Linked DNA regions of Anas platyrhynchos: region 2 is linked to region 1. The links are chromatin contacts, called in public Hi-C maps. All regions are on one chromosome and are shown on one strand. The core of a region is the stretch at or near the end of the contact, and the rest is flanking DNA. Distances in the headings are between cores, read along the strand shown.

Region 1 (6,286 bases), core at 1,209-3,708:
GATTTAATTGTGGTTGTAGAAAAATGCCATTTTAAAAAAGTAACAATAAAAAGTGTTCTAGAGCACAAACACAAGCCTTAACCATAGAGAAGAATTATCACAAAATACCATGACGGTTTACCCCACCCTCAATAACCTGGAGTCTTAAAAAGACACCTAGAGTCATTCACACCCTCATTATTATCACTACATTTTACTACAAGTTACTGAATTCAGCTGAGAAAATTGGCTGGAGTTATATTGCTTGTGTTACACAGGAAATCAGCCTGGATTAAAATGGTCCCTTCTGATGCTACAGATTTTGTTGTCTCAAATGCTCTAAAAATTCTTTTTAAAAGCGCGTTTTTACCTAGCGAGTACCAACAAAGCAGTTATCATTTCAGAAGTGAATTTTGTCGCAAGGCAAATATACAAATATACAAACCTCTTTAGCTGCAGCAAAAAGTGGAATGTCATGAAATGGGGAAATGTATTTACCATCTCCATTCTCTGAAAAACACAACGAAAAAGTAGCATTACAAATCTAAATGCATGCCATAAGACACCTGCATCGCTAAGAACTGTTATGCATTATACAAGGATAAGGAGTGACACAATACATCAATTAAACTTCTTTTTTTCTGAATTGTAGTTCCAAAGACCAAAAAATAAGCTCTGTGCAGGACAATGTATTTGACTGCTTGACAATGACTCATTAGAATGAGAATTATTGCTTCTGTATACAATGCCATACTTTTCTGTCCTTCCTACCTGGCAATACAACTATGTAAAAGTTGAGAAGATCCTTTCATTCTCTTTTCTCCTCCTCCCTGGCAATACAGAACCATTAACAGGTGGAAAAAAAAAAAAAAAAGATTTAAAAAAAAAAAAAAGGCGTGGAGTTCCATAAGCAATCAGTGAATTTACCTGGGCTTCCTGGCAGTGCAGTCCCAGTAACTTCACTACGTTTCTATTAAGCTAAATTTCACAAAGAGACAATTGTCCAACATATTAGGCCCAAGTCTGACCAAGAGAATACGTGACGGATAGGATAATTGCACAGGCCCTAGAAATGAAACGATACCTTAAAAAAATGAAAAAGCTGACGATAACTTAGTGCTTAATGGGGATCTGGTCTGCACCTTAGCCTTGTTTTCACTGTAGGGAGGAACAAAACGCACGCTTAAACATTTCAAATTACTCAGAAACTTTTCAATGTAACAAACACCGAAGTATGGCAACAAATCGATGCATAAACAGAAACAGCAGCAGCAATACAAAGTACTAACACTAATCTCAAGGAGTTCCCCCTTGTTAGCACCCCTTGTCACAGTAAATGGAAAAACAAAGGACTTCTTTTAGCCTTGGACCACCTCAACACGGAGGAACACGTGAGGGTGCTTCTCACAGCCCTTGGAAGCCTCCCAGACATTCCTCCTAAATAAAACAAAGTTTAGTGGTGGGCTGCTTGCTTTTACTGAGGAACGTGACTTTTTGCAGCACACGAAAGCTCTGTGCCTCGCACGCCAGCGGGGCAGCACAGGCAGGGTGCATGACGCCAGCGGACGTCAGATGTAACTCCCGAGAAGCTAATGGCCCAAAGATGTACCGAGAGGGTGCTTGCGAAACCAGGGGCCTTCCAACAGCCAGCTTTATGACCCAAATGCGTAATGCTGAGGCTGCACGCCACCAGATTTCCCTGGGCTTTGAGCAGCCCCCTGGGGGTGCTCTCCCAGAGCCCCTCACTGCTGCTGGCCTAGGAAGTCCCTCAGGGCTCGAGCCCTGAATTTTTTTTGGTTTTGTTTTTGTTTTTTGACATTTCTGAGAGAGGACTGGCTTCGTCACAGGGTGCAGGGAATGCTACCACGCTGCTTGCTGAGCTGAGGCTGCCATGGCCCCCGCCAGCCAGGCTGCCACAGGCACCCCCAGCACCTCTCCACCTTCTGCGCGGCCCTCAAGGCCCAGCAGCCCCTCTAGAAGGAAACCATGACGAGAAAAGCCCTTCTTTTCCACACAAAATCTCCCCCCTCACGCACGGGGCGGCTGAGGGGCGATGCCTCCTCCAGCCTGAGGGGTCTCTGCGGGGAACCGCCGCCGCCTCTCCCCCACCGCGCCCCCCTCCCTTGGCGGGCTAGGAAGGAAGGAAGGAAGGAGAGGGGGTTTTACGGAGCCCCGGGGCGCTGCTACTTACTAAAGTAGAGGCGGTAATCGGGAGAGTTGGGCCGCCCCCGCGGCTCCGTGCCGTAGCGGGCCATGGCGCTGAGGCAGCGGCGCGGCGGCCGCCCCCACCCCCGCGCCGCCCGCAGCAGCCGCCCCAGCCCCGGCAGCGCACACATGATGGCGGCGGCCGCCTCCCTCCCCTTCCTGCGGCCGCCGGGGCCGCGCCTGCCCCCTTGCCCCGCCTGGAAGCCCTGGCACGGCGGGGCAGGGAGCCTCCGGGGCCGGGAGCGGTGCCCTCCTGCCCCGCCGGCGAGCAGGGAGAGCTGCGGGCGAGCAGGGGGAGCCGCCCCCAGCCGCACCGCCGCCTGAGGGGAGCCATGGCCCCGAGCCCCAAAATGGCGGCGCGGCCCCGCACCAGCCCTGTGGTGAAGGCGGGCGGAGGCGGCTTGTCCCCAAGGGGGGTTGCCGAGTCCAGACGCTTGCCCCCCCCGTTTACCTTGGGTTTTACCTTGGGAGTTTGTCCCGTTTCGCTGTGGGGCTGCTCCTTTGGGGAAAAAGCGTTCATTTCACAGAATCACAGAATTATTTAGGGTGGAAGAGACGTCAAGATCATCGAGTCCAACCTCTGACCTAATACTAACAAGTCCTCCACTAAACCATATCCCTAAGTTCAACATCTAAACGTCTTTTAAAGACCTCCAGGGATGGTGACTCCACCACTTCCCTGGGCAGCCCATTCCAGTGCCTCACAACCCTCTCAGTAAAGAAGCTCTTCCTAATATCCAACTTAAAATCCAACCTTTCTTCTCAGCACAAACAGCTCTCACCGGGCCGTCCACAGATGAGCTCCCACAAGTAGATAATGTTTTTATATTGAACCTCATAAACACACAAACTAGATTCTCGTCTGTATTCAGGTTGTAGTGGTTCTGAAGCTTGTCCCCCTATGCACAGTCCAATTCCTGCAATACTGGTGGCTTTGGACACCAGTCTCTTTCTGTCGATCCTTGAGGAGGGTTTCATATGAGTTTCGCCTACCAATATGGGTTCTTGGAGCATTGCTTCTCTTCATGGATTTTTCAAAAATCACCCAAAAGGGGCAGAAATCACTGCATTCGTTTTACTGATGGAGAAACTGAGGCAGGCCAATTTTTGTTACTGTTGTCGCTCATACATCCCAAACCAATGTCTTTGGCGATTGATACTAATTTTGAATTTTAACTCCGATTTGAATTATTGTGGAAGATTTGTGTAGGATAACTACATGTTCCCCTGATTATTTTATATGGTATTTAAAACTGTATTGGGAATTTTTCATTTGCAGCATTAAGGCTCAGACAATCTCTTCCATCCAATTAAAAAGGTATATAACTTCTTTTGCTCTTTCTTTGTCCCCTTTACTGTTGGGTAGGTAAGGTTTTACAAGCATCAGGATTGTTGTGCCTGCGTCCTAAGGATCCAGCTTTATTTTACAATGGAGCGGGAGACTTCCCCGACAGCTTCCATCACTGCTCCTGCCTGTACTCCTTAAACCTGTTAGTAGCTACTCCAGACCTCAGAGTTGTTTGCTAGTGGGTGGGTTTTTCCCTACTGTAAGGGTGCTGGATAAAAAGTTATGGTCTCCTTCCTTCTCTTTTTCTGAGCCATTGTTTGCTAAATTTGTCACAACAGGCTTATCTCCAGGAGAACAGAATGGCAGGCCAATTATCCACCTCCACAGAAGCTGCTAAATAGTTGGTGTTTTGCCAGAGGTGTTGGCATCTTTCATCCCTGAGTTCACCAAATGCAAGGTTTTCCTGAATGGGACACTTGGGGGTTGAAATTCTTCATGTGTCCGTTTGAAGTTCTTAATGTTTTGGGTTTGTAAGAGGGCAAATCATCAGTTTTTCACGTGGGAAAAAGAAAAAAAAAAAAAAAGAAAAAAGTAGAGAGAGAGAGAGAGAAACTTTCTCTATTTTAAAAACCCTATTCAGCATTTTCTTTGAGTTGGCCTGCTGCTGAAACATGCAAGGATAAAAACAAGTGGGCCTAGCCTTCCACCTCTGCTTGAGTCTGAGGAATGTGGGTTTCATTTATGGAAGTTCAGAGCTTTTGAAAATCATTTACTGAGTGCACATGGAGTATTCGCAGTATTTTTATTCTTACAAAGTTGGCAGTTGGTTGTAGTGTTATTCTAGGAGAAACCCAACATATATTTATTTACTCGTACAAGTTAGGAAGTGAAATATGCAGTTGTGGTCAAGAGTCACTGTAAGATGCCCAAAGTCTGAGTGCAGAGTTCTCCTTTGCCTAGTGTGGTCTTATCTAAAGCTTTCTCATCTGTAGTGGGAAATCATCTGTGAAACACTTGGAATTTATGAAATATAAATGAGCTCCAGTGCAAGCGCTTTCTAGGTGCATAAACAGATGTCATCCTGTTACCTAGCAAGGGTGGATGATATGGTGGAAAAACATGTACCAACCCTGTTAACGTTGTGAAAGCAGAGAACTTGATGTTTTAGTACTCTAAAATTCTCTTAATTAAATTTCCCTACAGAAATAATAACAATAAAGCCCTGAACAGATTTAACTGTGTTTCTCAGTATTATGCATGATGGTACACAGAACATGGCAGAAGTACATGCAGTACTCCTGAAGTCAGATTTAAGTGATATCGCAGCTTCCTTGTTAAAACAAATTCACTTCATACTCTTAAATCTATTGAACAAATACATGTTTTGGTTCTGGTATCTACATGACTCAAATTCTCTTAAATTACTATGGTTTTTACTACCAAGGTCGTTTTTCACTTCTTTTTATTTCCAAACATTTTATGTCCAAATACTTCAAGTATCGTTCCAATTGGGCCAGCAAAAGGTGTATATAGGGCCGATCCCATTTATTGACCTTGAAACAGCTTCCACTGAAAGATGATGAAAATATTGCTATTTATTTCAATGGAATTAGAATCAGGTCCATCAGACTTAAGTAGGGCTTACATGGTACTTAGGTTTTATGCTTGCCCTCTGCACAGGGGTGAATCTCATTCCACCAGAATACCAGTGGAGTATGGCAAAGACTCAGCAGCAGTATAATCACCTAAGCCTGAAGGACACCCTTACTTTAAGTTTGTACTCTGCAGTGTACATTTACGTTTCTTTCTTTCATGTATGTATTATGAAACTGGGCGTATGTTTTGCCAGTGAAAATGCTGTGCAAATTAAATGCAGAAAACAGTTTATTATGTTATAAATAATCATAAAAAGAACAATTTCCCTTCCTCCTGAATGAAAATCATTTTCATCCTTTCAGCTAATAAGGCTTTGAAGAATGTCATTAGTACCACTATGTGCTATTTCAGTGTGTTTGCTCTTGACTGGAGATTACATCACTCTCATTAACTTTGCTGCAATGTAACTTCTATCTCCATTGCTTATAAAACCATTAATCTGAAGGAATCAATTCCTGCCAGCCTTCTGCTTTACTGCTACCTACGTGCAAAAGGCCTGCGCTCGTGGACCGCTGTCCTCGTGCTCCAGCCACCCCGGGGGGAACAGGTAACTCCTACGTGCTGACAAATACCTGATGGCAGCAAAAGACTACATTGTCTAAATAAGAGGAAGAAATTGTGTGTTTCAGTAAATAGAGTGAGCCTTATTAGGTTACATCACTTTCCATCTCACTGTGAAGAAAGACCCAAAGAAACTGGGACAGACTGTGAACTCACCTCAGCTACCCTATTGCTGATCATCAACATTTATGCAAAGTTATTTTTTAGTCATAATATTCACTATGAGGTATAGGAAGATGACAAGTTTTCAGCCTATTTTTTTCTGAATAAATTGTTTCTCCAAGCTGCTAGTTTTTTGTTTGTTTGTTTGTTTGTTTGTTTGTTTTTTAACCATGCTTTTCATTAGGCTGCTTATAACGGCGCGTAGGATTCCCGTGGCAGATTACAGTCGCTGTGAGTGGGCAGGGTTGCCAGCCAGGCAGCGCTCGTCTGGCCAGCAGTGTCTAATTGCAGCAGGTGCTGATGGCCAAGGCCAGCCGGGCAGGCATGCCACTGCTCTGCCTGGACTTGTGCCTAGAAAGCCAAGTCCTCGAGAGGCGAGAACACGGTGCCCGTGTCAAGCTTTGCTGGATGCGCCCGTTTCTCCCTTCCTAGACA
Region 2 (5,997 bases), core at 1,917-4,416, 120 kb before region 1:
GGTACCCCTCTCGCTGGTGCTGTCAGCAGGCGTGTGAGCCTGCAAACTGATGGCAGCCCCTGTGTTTCCACAAAGCCCTAATTGATTGCTCCTCCGCGGGACAGGAGCAGTTGGCCTGTGGGAAGACACCGGAGAGAGGCACCTCCTCAGGCCCACATGCTTTGTAGCAACTGGAAGGAAATAAAATAGTTTGGGGAGCATTTTTCTCTCTGCTGGGGGAAGAGGAAGGAAATAGAAGAGGGGAGTTTAGAGGCTACAAAATGATTTTTACTTTAAAAAAAAGTTTTTGAAGCAGCTGCAAGTTAGCACATTTCCTAGAAAATACAAAGCCTCGCTGATGCATTGGAAAGAGGTTTTGCCTCTGGAAGGGTGAGTCTGTAACTACCTCCTGCACAGCTGCTTTCTCTTGAAGCAACTGCTACTAGCTGGCTGGAGATGCTTTGTGGGACAAGCCGTAGCATGAGCCTGGCTTGGGATGGCAACTCTGGTGCTTCTAAATATAAGGAGTGGATCGAGTGAAATTAATTATTGCGCGTTAGGAGGCACCTCGTATCCCAGCCATGAAACAGAATCCCACTGTGCTTGGGGCTGTACAAACACGAGCCATTTCTGTTCCATTTTGCTATTTAACGCGGCAAAGGAGACAGTTAAAGGAAAAAAAAAGAAGCCTGGCAGCGCACAAGGGCCAGAGTGTTAGTGCCTCTTGCTTATAACGCAAAGCAGAGGCAGACAGCTGCCTTCCAAAAAACTAAATATTTGCAGTAAATAAAGCAAAGCTGCTCCTGCTACCTGCTCTGTGTGAGTTCGGAGGAGTTCCCAACCAGCACTGCTGCAGCCTTTTCCCTAGGGTGCTCCTATTAATGAGCAGGCAAAACACGCGGGGAGTGAGAGAAAGGGTAGAAAATTAATAAGCAACAACCGAGAGCCAAAGCGCACACAGATCACAAAATGTGGTGCAAACTTTGCTGGAGCCATTCATTTCAGTACCTTAAAAAAAAAATGCAAACAAAACTAAACTAAAAGACATACAGGAAAGCTGTGGTGTAGCTGGGAACTGAAGCCATATCTCTTATGCCCCAGTGCGTTACCCATGATACCCTCCTTCCTGCTCATTCAGAAGTTTACAGATAGTTTTCTCTGCTTACTAAGATAACAGAAGTATCAATTTTAAGAAACAGAAACTAGAATCAGAAAGGAGTAGCTTTTCACTTTTTTCAGAAGCTGTTTTTCAGTAACATTTTCTGTTAATTGACAGCACATCGGGGTTTTTTGCTTTAGCTTACTTTTTTTTTTGTTTTTTTGTTTTTTTTTGTCTCCTTCCCCTTCTGGAGGAGTCTCAGGACCTTTAAAGCAGCAGTGCCCACCCAAAACAAGCCAGCAAATTAAACTGTGCTCAAATTCTGTTGTTTGTCTCCTCAGGGAAGAGGACTGCTTTTGTGTACTGCTTGGACTACGGCACTGCTGAAACCCTCAGCTCTCAGTGAGAAAAGGTGCAGGGAAGGAAGGGCATTATCTCGATCTTACTGGTGCTGCAGATGTCTCCACGCACCTCCAAACAAACACGCAGAATCTCACAACGAGCTAATTATAATTAAAAGCAGTGCGTTATGTCGGTTAATTGCAGTGAGCAGGGCAGAGTTGTGCAATGCCATCCCAGTAAGGAGGTACTCCAATAATTCCCATTAACCTTTAATACCCTTGATCCTCCTATTCATTCAGGCAAGATTTCCCACAGTCTGCAAACTGTTCTGCAGGCCAGCCCAAACCTACCACACGCCTCCCGTTTTGATCTGTTTTATCAATTAAAGGTTCGTCAGGGTTCACGAACCCTCGCGCTGATGTCATACTTGGTAGCGGAGCTCGAAGAAAAAGGAAAAAAACCTTTAATTTGCTGCCAAAACTTCTCCCTGCTGGAGCCGGGATGTACAGACCTGTGCAGGTGACACAAAGCAGGCAGCGTTCGGAGCTTCCTGTGTAACAGTCTCCTAGACCTCAATCAGAGGTGGTGAATTTTGGTGTCTTTGGGATTTGCCGGGGATTCCTAGGCCACAGGTGGCTGTAGCTCGAGCCGCCTGCTTTGGTGCTTAAAGCATTTACCCGAGAGCCCACCCCAAGTAACTCCAGCGGGTTCAGAGACTCGTGATACAATCCATGATGAAGTGCATTCGGAAACAAAATCCGATGGGTAATTTAGCTCGGGCAGCATTCCCTTGGAGGCAGTTGACCGTGAAGGACAGATGGATCTTTCCCTGCCACGTTTATAGACCCAATAGCAAACCCCAACGAGAGCAGGCGTGGGGGCTTCCCTCCTGGCTCCCCCCGCTTTGCTTTCCACCGCTCCCCTGGCAGTCTGGAGGTTCGGCGGCCGGGTCCCCACGTGGCTGACGCGCACGTGGCCGCGGTGTTTACAAACACTGGCCCGGGCTTCCCCGGGGCGCTGCGTGCCGGGCCAGAGGGTGCCACGCTGCAGGACCTCGCCGCGGCGTGCGCCAGCCCGGTTGTCACCCACGGCTGTGGCTGCTGGCGGCGATCGCAGCGAAAGGCTGAGCTGCCGGAGCCCGCGAGCACGCTGGGGTTTGCTCGTTTGGCTTTTAAGCGATATTCAGCCCGGGGTTTAGAGCGAGGTCGTCCACGGTGAGTCAAAAATAGAAACTTTATTGCTCGATAGAGTAGCAGCGCTGGAGAGCGCTAGCTAGACAGACACGCAACAGCGAGGAGGGGACTCCTCTGCTTTCCAGAGACGCTGCTAGGGAACTGGGTAACGCTTGCAGTCGGGCAGGGTTTCACAAAGCCTGTGCAAGTGCATGGGCGCCTCTTCTATTTCCCACTGACAAAGCAGGGACCCCTTTTTCTCCAGATTTAAGAGACGAGTCTCAGCGAAACGCAAGACGCTCGGAGCAGCCACGGTTGCGTTATCACCGGGAGAGGAGCGCCTCGGTTCTGCGTTGTTTTGGCAGGCCATTGGCATACAGCAAGCAAGAGGTTTGGACAGCTGTGCATTGCCGTATGGAATGGCCTCCCAGAGCTGGGGCACGAAAAGACAAAGCGTGCTTATTTCCAGGCACTCAGCTAAAATTGTATTGACTTACTTTTCGCTGCTCTCCTCACGAGTTCGGAGTTCAAGGACTCCTCTATCTACCGTACCTTGAGTTCAGATAACAAGATACAACTACCCCAAGAGAAACAAACAGAGAAGCCCGTGCTCTTCAAAGACAGGCACTTTTCTGTACATGTCTCCCTGTTGTGTTTCGGGGTGTGCACTGTTTATTCTTCTCCTTTTGTTTTACCCTCCCTCCCGCTCGCCCTCCGCAGCGCGCCGTGCACACCCTCTCGCAGCCGCCTCTGGCTCGCGGGGCCTGAGAAGTGCAAACTCAGCAGGGCCTGGTAACACTTTAACTCTTTGTCCTATTCTCAGCTCTCCCAGCAAAGGTCAAAGCAAACCAGACTTACAGCTGCGCTTGAAACAGAATGGCAGGAGAGGGAGGGAGGGAGAGAGGGAGAGAGGGAGAGCAGGCGAGCGCAGGCTGTTCCCCCTCCTGCATACTTTGTCTCCAAGCACGTGAAGCGCGTGGCCAGGGTGAGATGAAACTCTCCCTAAGCCTTCGGGTGGCTGTATCTGCTGGCTCCTCTGTAAGAGGAAACGAGAAGCTTGTGACTTTTGTTTGTACTGGCCATCTCGAGCTTCACGCAACTTCTGCCGATAAACAGGAATAACTTAGGAGCTACTTCCTCAAATGCCTGCAACATGGTCTTAATTTCATCAGTGCAAAGCCAGCAAAAAGCTATTACAGACACGATGTCTCGCTTATCTGCCTTTGAAGTCATTCTGGAAAGGCTGGCAACACGCCCTTATACAATTCTTTCTCCTAACAGCCACGGTTTGGCATTGTGTTGAGGGACCACGCTGGCTCCGGTTTCGCTGACCGCGGGCAGAAGTGCGTTTTGTTTCCCTCGCGAACCTTTCGGAGCGCTGCCATTTGCTTAGGGCGGCGAGAAGGAACCTGCCTCGACACCAGGACGCGCCCACGTGTGCCACGCGCAGGAAAAAGCTTTCCCATTTCTCCCTTCGGGCAACGCTGCCGGCGCGCTTCACGCGGCTACCAGGGGAATGCGATGCACCGGCCGCAGAGCTGGCGCTGGCCGGCGGAGCGACATTGATCCCAGCGCCAAGGTTTTACCTCCCCGCCTGGCGCTGGGTTTGATGCCTCGCCACGTGCTCGCGCGCACATGGCCGCAGTGTTTACAAACATGACCCCAGAACTCATAGTAGGGACGTACGGGCGGGTGATGAAAGAGCCAGCAAATGCCGCATCCCCTGCGCGAGGCTGACCCAGATCGCTGGCGGCGCGGCGGGCGAGCAGAGCGCAGGCTCCGAGCGCACAGCGAGGCGCTGGGGAAGGTGATTTTGCTTCCAAACTCGTTTGAAATATCATTGCCACCACGAGAGAATTTTCCAGCGTAAGCTAAAAATAGCTCCTATTAGCTAGCAGGAGCGGGCGAGTGATTCAGCAGCTGGGGGATAAAGGTGACTGTGTTCTCCGGCACCGCAGGTTTGTTTCTCTGCTGAACTGACTCAAAGTACATAACATTTTCAAAGTGGTAAGGAAGTGCAAAGCTGGCTTACTTTGGCCAAAATAAAAGAACAGTGCGTGATTGTGTGCTTCCTGAGCGGCAGTTCCCTTTTTATTCCTTCATTAACACTTGCACTCAGGCGCTAATGAACGCCTCGCTGCTGGACAGTGACCATCGGGTTAGGAGAAAGATGGCTTAGCAGTTTCAAGTGACACACCTTTCTCTGCAGAATATGAATACCACTCTACTTTTTGGCATGGGCCTCAAGAAAAAAAATGTCCCTCTAGCAAACCAGGCCTTACACTCAGTGTCAGATCTCCACACTTCTTCTCCATATGTATTTTTTTAATTGCTTGTGGACGCACTAGATGCTTATTAGAAAACTCGATTTGTCTCTTCCTTATGCTTGAAGTTCTTCAAGGAAGCTTGTATTGTACTTGAAATTACCCTAAAACAGTTTCCTTCCTAGAAGTTAGCAGTTTATTGTAAAATGGAAGTACGTGGTCTGACGATGGGTTGTTGACAGCCTCTAGGCTTCTTGAAGTTTTCTCAGAAAAGCATGTATGTGGAGGAAGACAGGCTACACAACCGTGACTGGCTGCCAAAGATAAACACAGCCTTCTTGAAAAAGCTGCTAAACTAGCAAAAAATAACCCGTGCTCGTTAATAAATCACTTCCAATTTTTACGTTTGAAATCAAACAATTTACTTACTCCCAGCTTTGCAGAAGCCTGCTAAGTGGCGAAGGGTTGGTTTTGTTTTTTTCCTCCCAGACAGCAAGGCTGACCTTTCCGAGGGAGACGAGATAGCAGAAAGATCATACTTCTATTTTATACCAGTTACTATGATACATCGCCGTGTTTGTAAATATCCCAATGGCAAAGCCCTTAGGAAAGACACGCTACGAGCTTCTCCCTGCCTCTTTCCCAACGTGCTTCTGTCCCATTCCTGAAGGCAACTCCTGCAAGCACAGAGCTAGTCCAGAGGCTTCACCTTTTCCATCCGTATCCATGGCAGCTCTGCATTAAGTCACCAAAGCTGCTGTAGGTATCTTTTATTATTTAAACTACATGAGGCAGGGAGGCCAGAGCTGGTCACCAGCTGCCTTCATGTGGCCAGATAGCTCCAGCCAGAGAAGGTGAAGAGCTCTGCAGCTCAGCCCCACGCTGGTTTTGTCCCAATTCCTAGCTCAGTTTTAATGTTGCTTTTAGCATGTGAGCAAATGTGCTTCCGTCAGTTATTGATGTCTCTTCGCTGCTCATTATGGTGTTCATTACAGTGTGTAATAGACCTAGGAATAAGAATGGAAGGACAGAAAATGGGTCACTGCTACGGTCTTATTTCGAGTGTTCTTTGTGGGCTTTCTTCTGCCTGCGGAAAGCAAATCCACCTTACAGTGAATCTGTACAGGTACGGGGAGCCTCA

The links. Hi-C and Micro-C count contacts between places; a contact is called where the count stands out from the background.
Region 2: a Hi-C map of liver shows a contact between it and region 1, with 2.3 times the contacts expected there. The contact joins the enhancer-like site here to the promoter of PPA2 in region 1. A contact is called at or near these places in 2 of 8 Hi-C or Micro-C datasets (liver and skeletal muscle).

The regions. Positions count from the first base shown.
Region 1 is chr4:9,131,135-9,137,420 of IASCAAS_PekinDuck_T2T, reverse strand. PPA2 (inorganic pyrophosphatase 2) reads right to left here and starts at 2,458. Exons shown (of 12, transcript XM_072036944.1): 1 at 2,171-2,458; 2 at 425-489. The coding sequence starts at 2,315.
Region 2 is chr4:9,253,135-9,259,131 of IASCAAS_PekinDuck_T2T, reverse strand. All of the region lies in intron 1 of TET2 (tet methylcytosine dioxygenase 2), which reads left to right. Among named protein-coding and RNA genes, the nearest start is that of TET2, 11 kb to the left of the region's middle. Within about 2 kb of position 3,166, at least 4 of the 8 cell types and tissues checked have an H3K27ac peak or open chromatin away from gene starts, as enhancers often do.